Linked DNA regions of Oryctolagus cuniculus: region 2 is linked to region 1. The links are chromatin contacts, called in public Micro-C maps. All regions are on one chromosome and are shown on one strand. The core of a region is the stretch at or near the end of the contact, and the rest is flanking DNA. Distances in the headings are between cores, read along the strand shown.

What was found. Hi-C and Micro-C count contacts between places; a contact is called where the count stands out from the background.
Region 2: a contact with region 1 is called in a Micro-C map of ear pinna, with 5 times the contacts expected there. The contact joins the enhancer-like site here to the promoter of FOXO1 in region 1. A contact is called at or near these places in 2 of 6 Hi-C or Micro-C datasets (ear pinna and an unstated tissue).

Annotation. Positions count from the first base shown.
Region 1 is chr9:72,836,028-72,841,223 of mOryCun1.1, forward strand. It overlaps FOXO1 (forkhead box O1), which reads left to right and starts at 3,060. Exons shown (of 3, transcript XM_051831745.2): 1 at 3,060-3,843. The coding sequence starts at 3,196.
Region 2 is chr9:73,013,029-73,018,224 of mOryCun1.1, forward strand. No RefSeq gene overlaps it. Among named protein-coding and RNA genes, the nearest start is that of FOXO1, 180 kb to the left of the region's middle. Within about 2 kb of position 2,498, at least 6 of the 8 cell types and tissues checked have an H3K27ac peak or open chromatin away from gene starts, as enhancers often do. A contact at or near this core is called in ear pinna, where this site is marked.

The sequences.
Region 1 (5,196 bases), core at 1,810-4,309:
CTTGTATGCATGAAAAAATGATAGTTATTCAACAATTCCTCACAGAGTAGTTTGCTGAAGATAGGGAAAAATCAAATGTTTAGCAACACCCTATGGTGTTGCTAAATGAATTCATATTTATTTATTTTAAAGATTTATTTTATTTACTTGAAAGGCAGAGTTTTTTTTTTTTTACAGAGAGAGAGATCAATCTTTTGTCTGCTGGTTCACTCCCCAAATGGCCATATTGGCTGTATTTGGGTTAAAGCCAGGAGCCAGAAGCTTCTTCTGGGTCTCCCACATGGGTGCAGGGGCCCAAGGACTTGGGCCATCTTCCACTGCTTTCTCAGGTGCCATAGCAGGGAGCTGAATCGGAAATGGAGCAGCCAGGACCCAAACCAGTGTCCATATAGGATGCCAGCATTGCAGGTAGTGGCTTTACCCACTATGCCATAGCCCCAGCCCTTAAATTGATACAGAAATACAACAGTATAGTAGGCAGTTATGGAGACTTTTTCCTACCTGCTTAAAAATATTTATTTATTAATATGAAAGGCAGAGACAGAGAGCCATCTTCAATGTGCTGGTTCACTCCCCAGGCAGAGTGGGAGCTGGGAAGTCAAACCAGGTCTTCCACTTGGGTGACAGGGATCTAACTACTTAAGCCATCACATGCTGCCTCCCAGGCTACATAGCAAGCTGCACTCCGAAGCCAACTCTGGACTTACAAGTGCAGGCACACATAATAGATATGCCAATGCCTGGTCCCAAGTCAAATAAAAAAAAAAAAAAAGCTAACTGTGACATTTAAAAAAACAACTGGGCAGGATACCCTCAAAGATCAAGGATTTCGGGAAATTGTGTAGGGAAAACCCCTGAACGAAATATTCTCCTCTCATCCAGGCCCTGACAAATAAGATTGGAAATGAAGGCCCAAACTGCAGTTGGCTTTCTTCGACGAGAACGACCCACTGGGGGCACTTTGGTGGGGTGTGACTATCCGAACCCCGGTGGCTCCTGCACAGCGAAACTGGAAAGGCTGGGGTTACAACAGTAGTACAGGGCCACCTGCCTTCGAGCTCATCATCTGGGTTACTGAGGTCCCCTAGCGGCTGGCAGAGGAGGGCCGTTCACATTTCCGTGAATGTCAGACACCACTACAAGAGCTTGGGAAGCAATCCTTAACCGCAGTCCATCTGGCTCACCATTCCCACCCTACCGGCCCCCAGTATCAGTACGGAGTTGCTGGACAAATGGATTACGAAGACACAGGGGCCCGGACCAAGAAAAATGATAGTGAGACTACAAAGGAAGAAATAAATCTTTCTTCTAAATCGTTTCTAAGAAGCCTACTTTTCTTTTGATCCTTTTTTTTTTTTAAATTGAGGAACTACTTAGGGATTTTTTTTTTTAAAGACTTGGGAGCAGTCTTGTGGACAAGGTATTTAAAACCCTAATGTCCATCTTCCATCCTGAAGTGTTCCCATCCCTCTGAAAGGAAATGCCTTCTGTATCCTTCCAATAAATAAATAAATAAATAAATAAATAAATAAAACAAAATAGAACTTGAAAACTGTCTAATGCTCCCTGAAGACACAAGGGTAATTGTGTTTCCACCTTTGGCCCCACTGCTCCCGGACAGGACGTCCCGGACCTGGAGCCCAGATGGAGCAAGGTGGGGAGGTGGGGTGGGAGTGACTGATGGACGCAGCGGGCAGCCCCACAACCTGGGGGTGGGGCAGCGCTGTGGTCAAGGCTTCGGTCTCAGCCCCTCTCGCGTTTTTACTCAACACTTCATCACTTCTAAATAAAAAAGGAAGTAAGCCAACTGTTACACTTAATTACGGGCAAGGAATAAATGGACAAAGTGCTCGCGAACTTGCTCTGCCGACCCTTCGCCGCGGCCACCGCTGGCCCGGTGGACAGTGCAAGGCTGGCGCGCTAGGGCAGAGTGTCCCAGAGGATAGGAGACCCAGGGACCCTGTGCTTGCCCAGCCCTTTCCCTCATTTCTGCCCTTTTAGGTCAACAATGGCAGAATTCGGGCCGGACGACCAGCCCCGGGGGCGGCGCGCGCAGGTGGGTTCCGGCGCGGGGGCGGCGCGGCTGGCGTCCCGTGCCGGCAGGGACCCGACCACAAGGCCCACGGTCTCCCGGGGTGGGGACGGGGAGGCGTGTGCGGCCCGAGCGGGGGCAGGAGGACTTGACCGAGCGCAGCGAAAGAAAACGCTGCACGAAAACAAACCCTGCCGACTTCCCCGCACCGCGCCGCGCGGACCGCGTGGGTGGAGCGGAGAGGGGGCGACCGAGTGGAATTCCGCGCGGCCGCCTCCACCCCGCCCCGCCCCGCGCCCTGCCCTGCCCTGCCCTGGTCTGGGCGCCGAGCGGAGGTCGGGGCCACGGCAGCCGCTCGTTCCGCTCGGGCTTCGCCAGTCCACGGCTCGGCTCCCCCGTAGTAAACAAAGTGTCGCCGCCGCCTCCACGTTGGTTTGCCTCTCAGCAGTCAAAACAGTAAGAGGGCGAGAGACTCGCAGAAATACTCGAGAATTACCAGAAAATAATCACAAAAAGAGAGAGAACGTGCGTGTGCGCCAACGAGAAAAACACCCCACTACCCCCCTACCAACCCACAGCCGCCTCCTCGTGGAAAACCGGGCCCCTCCCCAGCCCTCTCCCACTGGCTGCTTGGGCGGCGGTGCCGCGCGCCCATTGGCTGCGCGGGCTGTCAATCGGGGGCGGGCCGGCGCGCGCGCCGCCGCGGGCGGGGGGCGGTGGCAGATCCCGTAAGTCGGGCAGCCGCGTAGTTGCTGCTGCCGCCGCCGCCGCCGCCGCCGCCTCCAGCGCATTCAACAGGCAGCTGCGCCGCGCTCGCGCCGCCGGCGAGAGCGAGCGGCCCGCGGTGTCCGTCCGTCCGTCCGTCCGTCCGTGGCCCTGTCAGCAGGAGCGCGGCCCTGGAGCTGCCCGGCTCTGGCCAGCCGTCCTGGTGGTGCAGCGAACCCGGAGCAGCCTTGGATGTTGATGGACCCACGAAGTTAAGTTCTGGGCTCGCGCGGCTACTCCGCTGCTCCTTCCTCCCGGTTTCCGTCAGCTCGCGGCACTGACTTCGTCCTCCCCCCATCCCCCCAGGATCTCGGGCCAGCCTTTGCGCCCCCTCCGCTCCGCGCTGCGCTCCCCCCCTTCTCGGCTCTCCGGCGGCTGGGGGAGGGGCGGGGGTCACCATGGCCGAAGCGCCTCAGGTGGTGGAGATCGACCCGGACTTCGAGCCGCTGCCCCGGCCGCGCTCGTGCACCTGGCCGCTGCCCAGGCCGGAGTTTAGCCAGTCCAACTCGGCCACCTCCAGCCCGGCGCCGTCGGGCGGCGCGGCCGCCAACCCCGACGCCGCGGCGGGCCTGCCCCCAGCCTCGGCGGCCGCTGTCAACGCCGACTTCATGAGCAACCTGAGCCTGCTGGAGGAGAGCGAGGACTTCCCGCAGGCGCCCGGCTCCGTGGCGGCGGCCGCAGCGGCGGCGGCGGCGGTGGCGGCGGCCGCGGCGGCTGCCACCGGGGGACTGTGCGGGGACTTCCAGGGCGCAGAGGCGGCGGGCTGCCTGCACCCGGCGCCGCCGCAGCCCCCGGCGCCCGGGCCACTGTCACAGCACCCGCCTGTACCCCCCGCGGCTGCTGGGCCGCTCGCTGGGCAGCCGCGCAAGAGCAGCTCGTCCCGCCGCAACGCGTGGGGCAACCTGTCCTACGCCGACCTCATCACCAAGGCCATCGAGAGCTCGGCCGAGAAGCGGCTCACGCTGTCTCAGATCTACGAGTGGATGGTCAAGAGCGTGCCCTACTTCAAGGATAAGGGCGATAGCAACAGCTCGGCGGGCTGGAAGGTGAGCGGCCGGACCGGGGCGCGGTGGGGCAGGTGCGGGGGTGGCTGGGCGGGTCGCGCGGGCGGCCGAGGGCGGGTGGGAAGTGGCAGGTGCGGGGGCTTGCCCGGGCGGAGGGGAGGCGCGCGCGCGCCGCAGAGTTGCGGTGGGACAGGCACAGGGGCGTGTTGGGGGGGAACTGAGGCGTGAAGAAAGTGCGTCAGGAACTGGGCGTCAGAGCGGGCAGGAAAGTTTGCCAGTCAGAGAGAGAAGGTTTCACGCGGAGCGGCTGCCCCTTTTGCCTCCCGGACCTCCGGCGGGGAGGGCGGCTCCTCTCCGCCCTCGCAGCGCGGGGCCGTTTCCGCCGCGCCGAGCGGTGGAGGGGGCGGCGAGGGGGGCACCCAAACCCGGGGGGCACGGCTGCAGGTGGAGGGGACAGCCTTGGGACGGTGCGGGGTCGGCCGCGCCACTTCTGGAGGCCGATGCGCTTTTGGCTTTGTTTTGGTTTTATCCCGGGTGGCCTCGGGTGCTGGGGTCCAGGCGCGCCGAGCCCGAGGGAGCGCCTCCGACACGTGCGAAGGGGCGGCCACCGCCTGCGGAGCGCCGGCGCCCGGCCGCGCGGGGCGAGCTAAGTTCAAGTGTGACCCTCGGCGGGGGCGGGCGCCGGCGGCGGCTGGGGAGGGGCCGCGGGCGCAGGAAGCGAGCGCCTTTAAAGGGCCAGCGCGGCGGGCCGGCCCCGGTCCACGCAGGGAAGCGCCCCAAACATGGGCTTGGCCACGGTGTGAGGCTAATAATTAGAAACACGGAGGCAGGCCAGGGTGGGTGTGTGTGTGCGCGCCCGCGCGCCTTTTCTTGGCCTCGCCACCTCAGTGTTATGAAGCGCTGGTGCGCCGGTGAGGGCCGACGCAGGGGGTTTTGTGACCCTTGCGGCCGGGGAAGTCGCAGAGGAGGTGCGCGTCCGGGCCACGGCAGGACATCCTGAGCGAGGCTGGCAAAGACTCGGGTGGGGGGTGGCTGGCGCATCCCTTCCCCGCCTTGAAGGCCGCGGGAGGACGCGCTCGGCGCGGGCCCCCGAAAGCCGACAGTTTCTCACGGTTTTGGATGTGAAAAGACTCGCTGCTTGAATCAGACCCCTTTCTCGCCTCGCCTGGCCCCTTAGCGTGACTGTACGGCGTAACACGGAGTGGTCTTCCCCGCGCGAGCGTTACAGCGACTGGCTCACATACCCTGTCGGTTCTGTGGTTAATGTGTCAGAAAGGTCAGCTTCCTCACATCTTATTGAGGTTCCTTGGAGAAGGAGTCAGGACTTTATTTTTCCTAACAGTGTTTAAGAGTAAAAGTATCACTTATAACCTCATTAGTAGGCATTACGTGCAG
Region 2 (5,196 bases), core at 1,248-3,747, 180 kb after region 1:
GCCCCTTAATGCCTTTCCAGTGGCCACACAGGTCAGCTCAGCATTTGCCAGCTATGCTGGGACTGGCCGCTCCTCTGAGTCACTCCCTCCTTCTCTCTCCTGGCTCTTTGCTGTCTGTCTGTCTCGCCTCCTGCAAAGTAACCTTGGCCATGTCAGCTTCTCCTGAGGCTGACTTCCCTGACCTCTCTGCTGCCCAGTGGGAATTAACTTCAGTTAATCAGTTAAAGAGATGATTTAGCTAAAAGGTAAACTGGGGAAGGCATTTCTAGTTAATTAATAAGAAAGAAGGTAGAAATTTAAAGGAATCTCCTTGACTTTAAATTTTTTTGGTAACTGGGTCACTGGAATTGGTGCTGCTTCTGGGGTCTGCTGGCACCAACTCCCTGGGGATGAGACAAAGGCCTCTGCATGGTTAACATGCCCCCCCCCCCCCCGCAAGGTGATTCTGCTGCAGTAAGTGTGAGAGCTGTTGCCTTGCCCTAAATACTACCACAGCGACTGCTCAAGGCAAGGCCTTTATGTGTGGGGAATTCATAAAAATTGTGGAAAATGGAATTAAAAGATGAGTTTATTTTGATGCTCAAACATTGACTGTGAAATCCATGCCTCATTTTTCTCATGAACTTTTTGAAGATCCCTCATATGCATGGGTTTCACAATGTTTTGGCACGGAAATAAATTTTAATTCCATTACCCATGTACTTTTTAAAGCGCCTGAAAATGCTTGCAGTGTCTTTCCCTTCAATTTTAAAAACTCGTTAGTGGCTAGTTAATTGCTTGATGTTGCCATAGGGCTGAGTTGGTAACAGCGCAGATTTTGCTCAGTTTCTCTGAACCCAAATCCAACATCATCCTTGCAAACCTGCTTGCTTACTCTTTCAGTGTGGGACCTCACAATGCAGCCCCCTGAGGCCCGGAAACCTGAGTCACTTTCTCCTTGTCCCCGCCTCTAGTGGTTAGGCCACCAAGTCCCCATATCTCCCCTGGGTCATTCGAGTCTTCTGGATGATTCCAATAAATTTAGTCTCTGAAACTGGGCCTCCAGCCCGTCAGCCACGTCCTGACCTCCTGTTGCTCTCCAGGCCTTCTGAGATGGCCCAGCTGTCCTTCCAGCCTCCCCATTGCTTCCATTCTGTGCTCTGGCTATGGCACAGCCGCTCCTGGCTCCATAGCTTCGCTTGTGCTGTCCCTCACCCTGGCATGGAAATCCTACGGGTCTCTGAGAGCAACCTCAGCATCACCTCCGCTGTGAATTCTCCTTTGGTTCTCCTGAGTTACCTGCCCTGTGCTCTGTGTTCCTCAGTACTTTCTTTGCACGGCAGGAGTTCATTCTGCTGCTCATTCCTGGGGGCCTTGCCCCCACGCTTCCAAAGAGCCAGGACTGGGACTGAGCCCCACCTGCTGTCTGTGTGTTGACTGCAGACTCACCACGCGTGGTAATGGCTGTTGGCCGGAGGGACAAATGGTTTCAGCAGCTTCCCTGCCACATGGAAGTCCCTGATCTCCGCCCTTAAAGGATATTGGGGGTTTCCCTAGAAAGTGTCAAAGCCCTGCAGAAAAAACACTGGAGCCAAATTAGGTAACATTGTTTATTCCTTCAAAGTCCTGTTGATGTTCCTTCCTGCACCTGCAAGGAGCCTCCCACCTCCTCAGTTCCTCCTCACACAAGGAACACAGCAGTCCAAGGCATTGGAGAGGGGCAGGGATGGCAGCTGACCTCCAGGTCGCACCCCCATTCTGGGAGAAAGCGGAGGTGGGGGGGACTCCCGTATTACTTTCCTTACTGCCTGCTCAGAGAGAGTTTATAGATCTCAGGGCTTGATTTGTCACTCTGCCTTCTAGAAGGGACGAGGCTTTCCTTTTGCTCCTAAAATCTCAGCCAGGGGGTGCCCTGGGCTGCCCTCCCCTGTGGGAGTCCTGCCCTTAACCTTGTCCCTCCCTGGGCGGGACTTTGCGTTTCCACAATGACCCTTTATAGCAAGTAGGTCCTTCCTGGCCTCCTTCAAATGACCTTGAATAACACTGTCCTCTGCACTCTTTCTGGCTGCCACAGGAAGAGACATTCCTGCTGTGAGTCTGGGGCCTTGGGGCCATCTGAGACCAAGACTGGAAAAATAAACAGATGGGCGAGGTGGCCGCCTGTGAATTCTGCCTCTCATTCCCCCACTTGCTGGCGGTCAGCTGATGAAGCATTTAGGGCTCCGGTTTGCGGTTTGTGCACTGATGAAACAACAGCGTTTTACCCAGCAGCTCCCCAGCCTCCTGTCTCTTAGGCCTATTTCACAGAGGGAGAAACCGAGGGCAAAGAAATTCACGCCCTCAGCCTAGGCCCAGACAACACCGGGGCTGCCACGGGCGGGGGTAGGAGGCCGGTAGGGGATGTTTTGTTTGAATCATGGCGCTGGCTCATTGCCACCCAGAGCCGAGGAGCACCGTCTCCTGGGATCATGCGTTTTCCGGGCTCCCTTTCCACCCTTCCCTGATCTCAGTGCGAACCCGGCCCCTCCCGCGTGTCCAGCTTGACCTTCACACACTGAACAGCGCTGTCCTTTCTCAGCCGGGATTCAGCAGTCGGCAAGCGTGTGTGGCACGTATGGGCTGCAGCCCTGCCAGCTCCCTGCCGGCGTCCCATGGGACCTGCTGCAAGGGGCCCGGGTGCCCGCTGCCGCCGCCGCCGCCGCCGCTGGGGAGGCCGGGCCAGGGGCTTTCTTCCCCGCGGCGCTGTTCCCTGAGCTTGCCAAGTCCGCATTTTCAAAGCGAGGCCTTCGCCCTGCTTGGCAGGCTCCTCAAAGCCCGCCTCGCTCTCGCTGTGCCTGGGCGAGCCTGCAAAAGGCCGCTTTTGTTCGCGCTCCTCAATGGGGACCTCCTCGGGAGGCAGGCGCTTGGGAGGCTCAGGCTTGGGTGCTGGAGGACACTTGAGGCAGGGCCACTTGGGTGGGCAACGGGATGGAGCCGGGCCCGGGGCCCGGCGGGAGAGGCGCTGGGGGCGCGGGTGTGCAAGGGAGGCCAAGGATCCGAGGAGAGTCAGACCCGGAAGCGGCCCGCGAGAAGCCGGAGGCACAGAGGGCTTAACCTTTTTCTCATTTTTCAGTATGTTAGTTGCACTTCTGTGTGTGGGTCTGGGGTGGTGGAGTCTTCAAGCAGGAGACAGAAGTGGCCTCGGGATGCAGTGACTTCAAGGCAGAGAGTTCTTTAGAAATTCATTTGAGGGTCTTTCACAGAAAGGGGGTGTCCTCAGCCCTGACACAAAGGCCACCGGCAGCTGTGTGAGCCAGGGACAAGCAGGAGAGGCACGAGTGCCGGCCCCCAAATGTTGCCCACCATAAACGCCATCTCTGCTTGTAGAAGCATGGGTGGCAGTGCCATAGGCCGGACACCACCCCTCCCACAGCCCCTCACTCCTCCCACCCCCACCCCCCACCCCGGTCAACCATTGAAACAAATGTTTTGACTCTTTTTTATTTATTTGAGGAGGAGAGAGTCACCAATGCAGGTGAGCCTGCACAGACAGACGCACACACACGCTCAGAGAGACAGAGACATTTCCCATCTCGTGGTTCACTCCTCCAGAGTCTGTAACAGCCAGGACATCGTCTTGATGGAACTGGGAGCCAGAAACTCAATCCAGGTTTCCCAGGTAGGTGCCTGGGACCCAGCGTCTTGAGGCATGCCTGCTGCCTCCCAGGGTGTGCATTTGCAGGAAGCTGGAATTGGGAGTAGAGTCAGGTACGGCTGATTAAAGGCATGCTGGCTGTTAGGCCCTGCCCCCAAACATTTTACATTGAAATCTTGAAATAGTCATCGTGAGAGCACTCTAATTCAGTTGCATTCATCTCTTAAGATGCCTTGACTTAGCCTGCTCATTAGTAAAAGTTGATCATAAAATAACACTGGACTGATGCGCCTTCTATAAAGTAGAATTTATATAAAGTAGAATTCTATAAAAGATGAATTTGACATTGATCTGGTGAAAGGTGAATTAATAAACTTTTCCTTAAGTCAGGCAAGAATGTGGAAGGAAAACAGATGGATGGCTTTTCTCTTCAACTAGTCAAAAACAAAAATCAAAACAACAACAAACCCAACTAAACCAAACAGCAACAGAAGGCCTCGCTGGTGCTGTGTTTACGCCAGTTTGTGCTGGTTTTATGACCTAACTTTTCTTCCTGCTGTTTGAATGGATTTGGACATTGTCTTTCCAACATGCCATTTCCAAGGAAGGTGGGATTGGTTTGCTTTTGCAGTGCATGTACAAAGCGGGCTATCGAATTGGTTCACAGCGAAAGAGGCCCTGGAAAGACAATATCCCTTCCTTCCTGAGGCAGATATTTCAGGATTGGGGAAGCAGGGTTTCCTGTGTTCTCACAAGGGGTTGAGATAAAGAACCCAGGGCAGTCGCAGAAAGCATTCAGCCTGGAAGGAGCAGGAGGCCATTGTTTTCATGTGCAAACCCCATTCCACAATGCAAAGCCCGCCCAGCCAGAGGCTGCGTGCGCAGGATGTGACGTGGCCTGCCTTTGTAGCGGGACAGTTTCCTCAAAGTCTGATGTCAAGGAGCAAGGTTTGCAGGAGGGCTCCCTGGACGGTGTGGGCTGCTGCTTCTGCTGCCTCCTCCTGCGCCAGCCCCCTGCCGTGACAACCTTTGATGATGCGTCCAGTTGTGTCTTCCCTCTGTCCTCTCCTATTCAGAAAGAACATCAGCAATCTTGGTGTCCCGGGAGTGTTTGTTTAGTTTACATTATGTTTCCCTTGTCTCTATATTCAGGAAAAGACAAAAGAGAGAAGTAGGTATGATGGCCTTTGGTGTATCCCCAGCCTTCATTCAGTTTCCCTTTTTGTGTTTTCCCTGCCCCCTTCCTCTCCTGTCCTTCAGCCTAGGGCCTACTCCTGCTTTGGAGAGAAGTAATTCGAAGATTTAATTCATGCAGAGATCCTGGTGTCTGAGAAAGGTGGCCGTATTGCATTTAAAAGAAGTACATGAAAGTAAAAAAAAAAACTTACTGAATGTAAATATAATGTAATATAATATAATATTAGTATAATAACAATATAGGAATAATATAACAATATAGGAATAATATGATAACAATATAGGAAGAAAAATTTCCAGTAACATAACAAAAAGTGTATGCTGATAAGGAAGGCAAGAATGGGGAATAGGAATTAGGAATCGTTAATTTTCTCATCTTTCTTAGC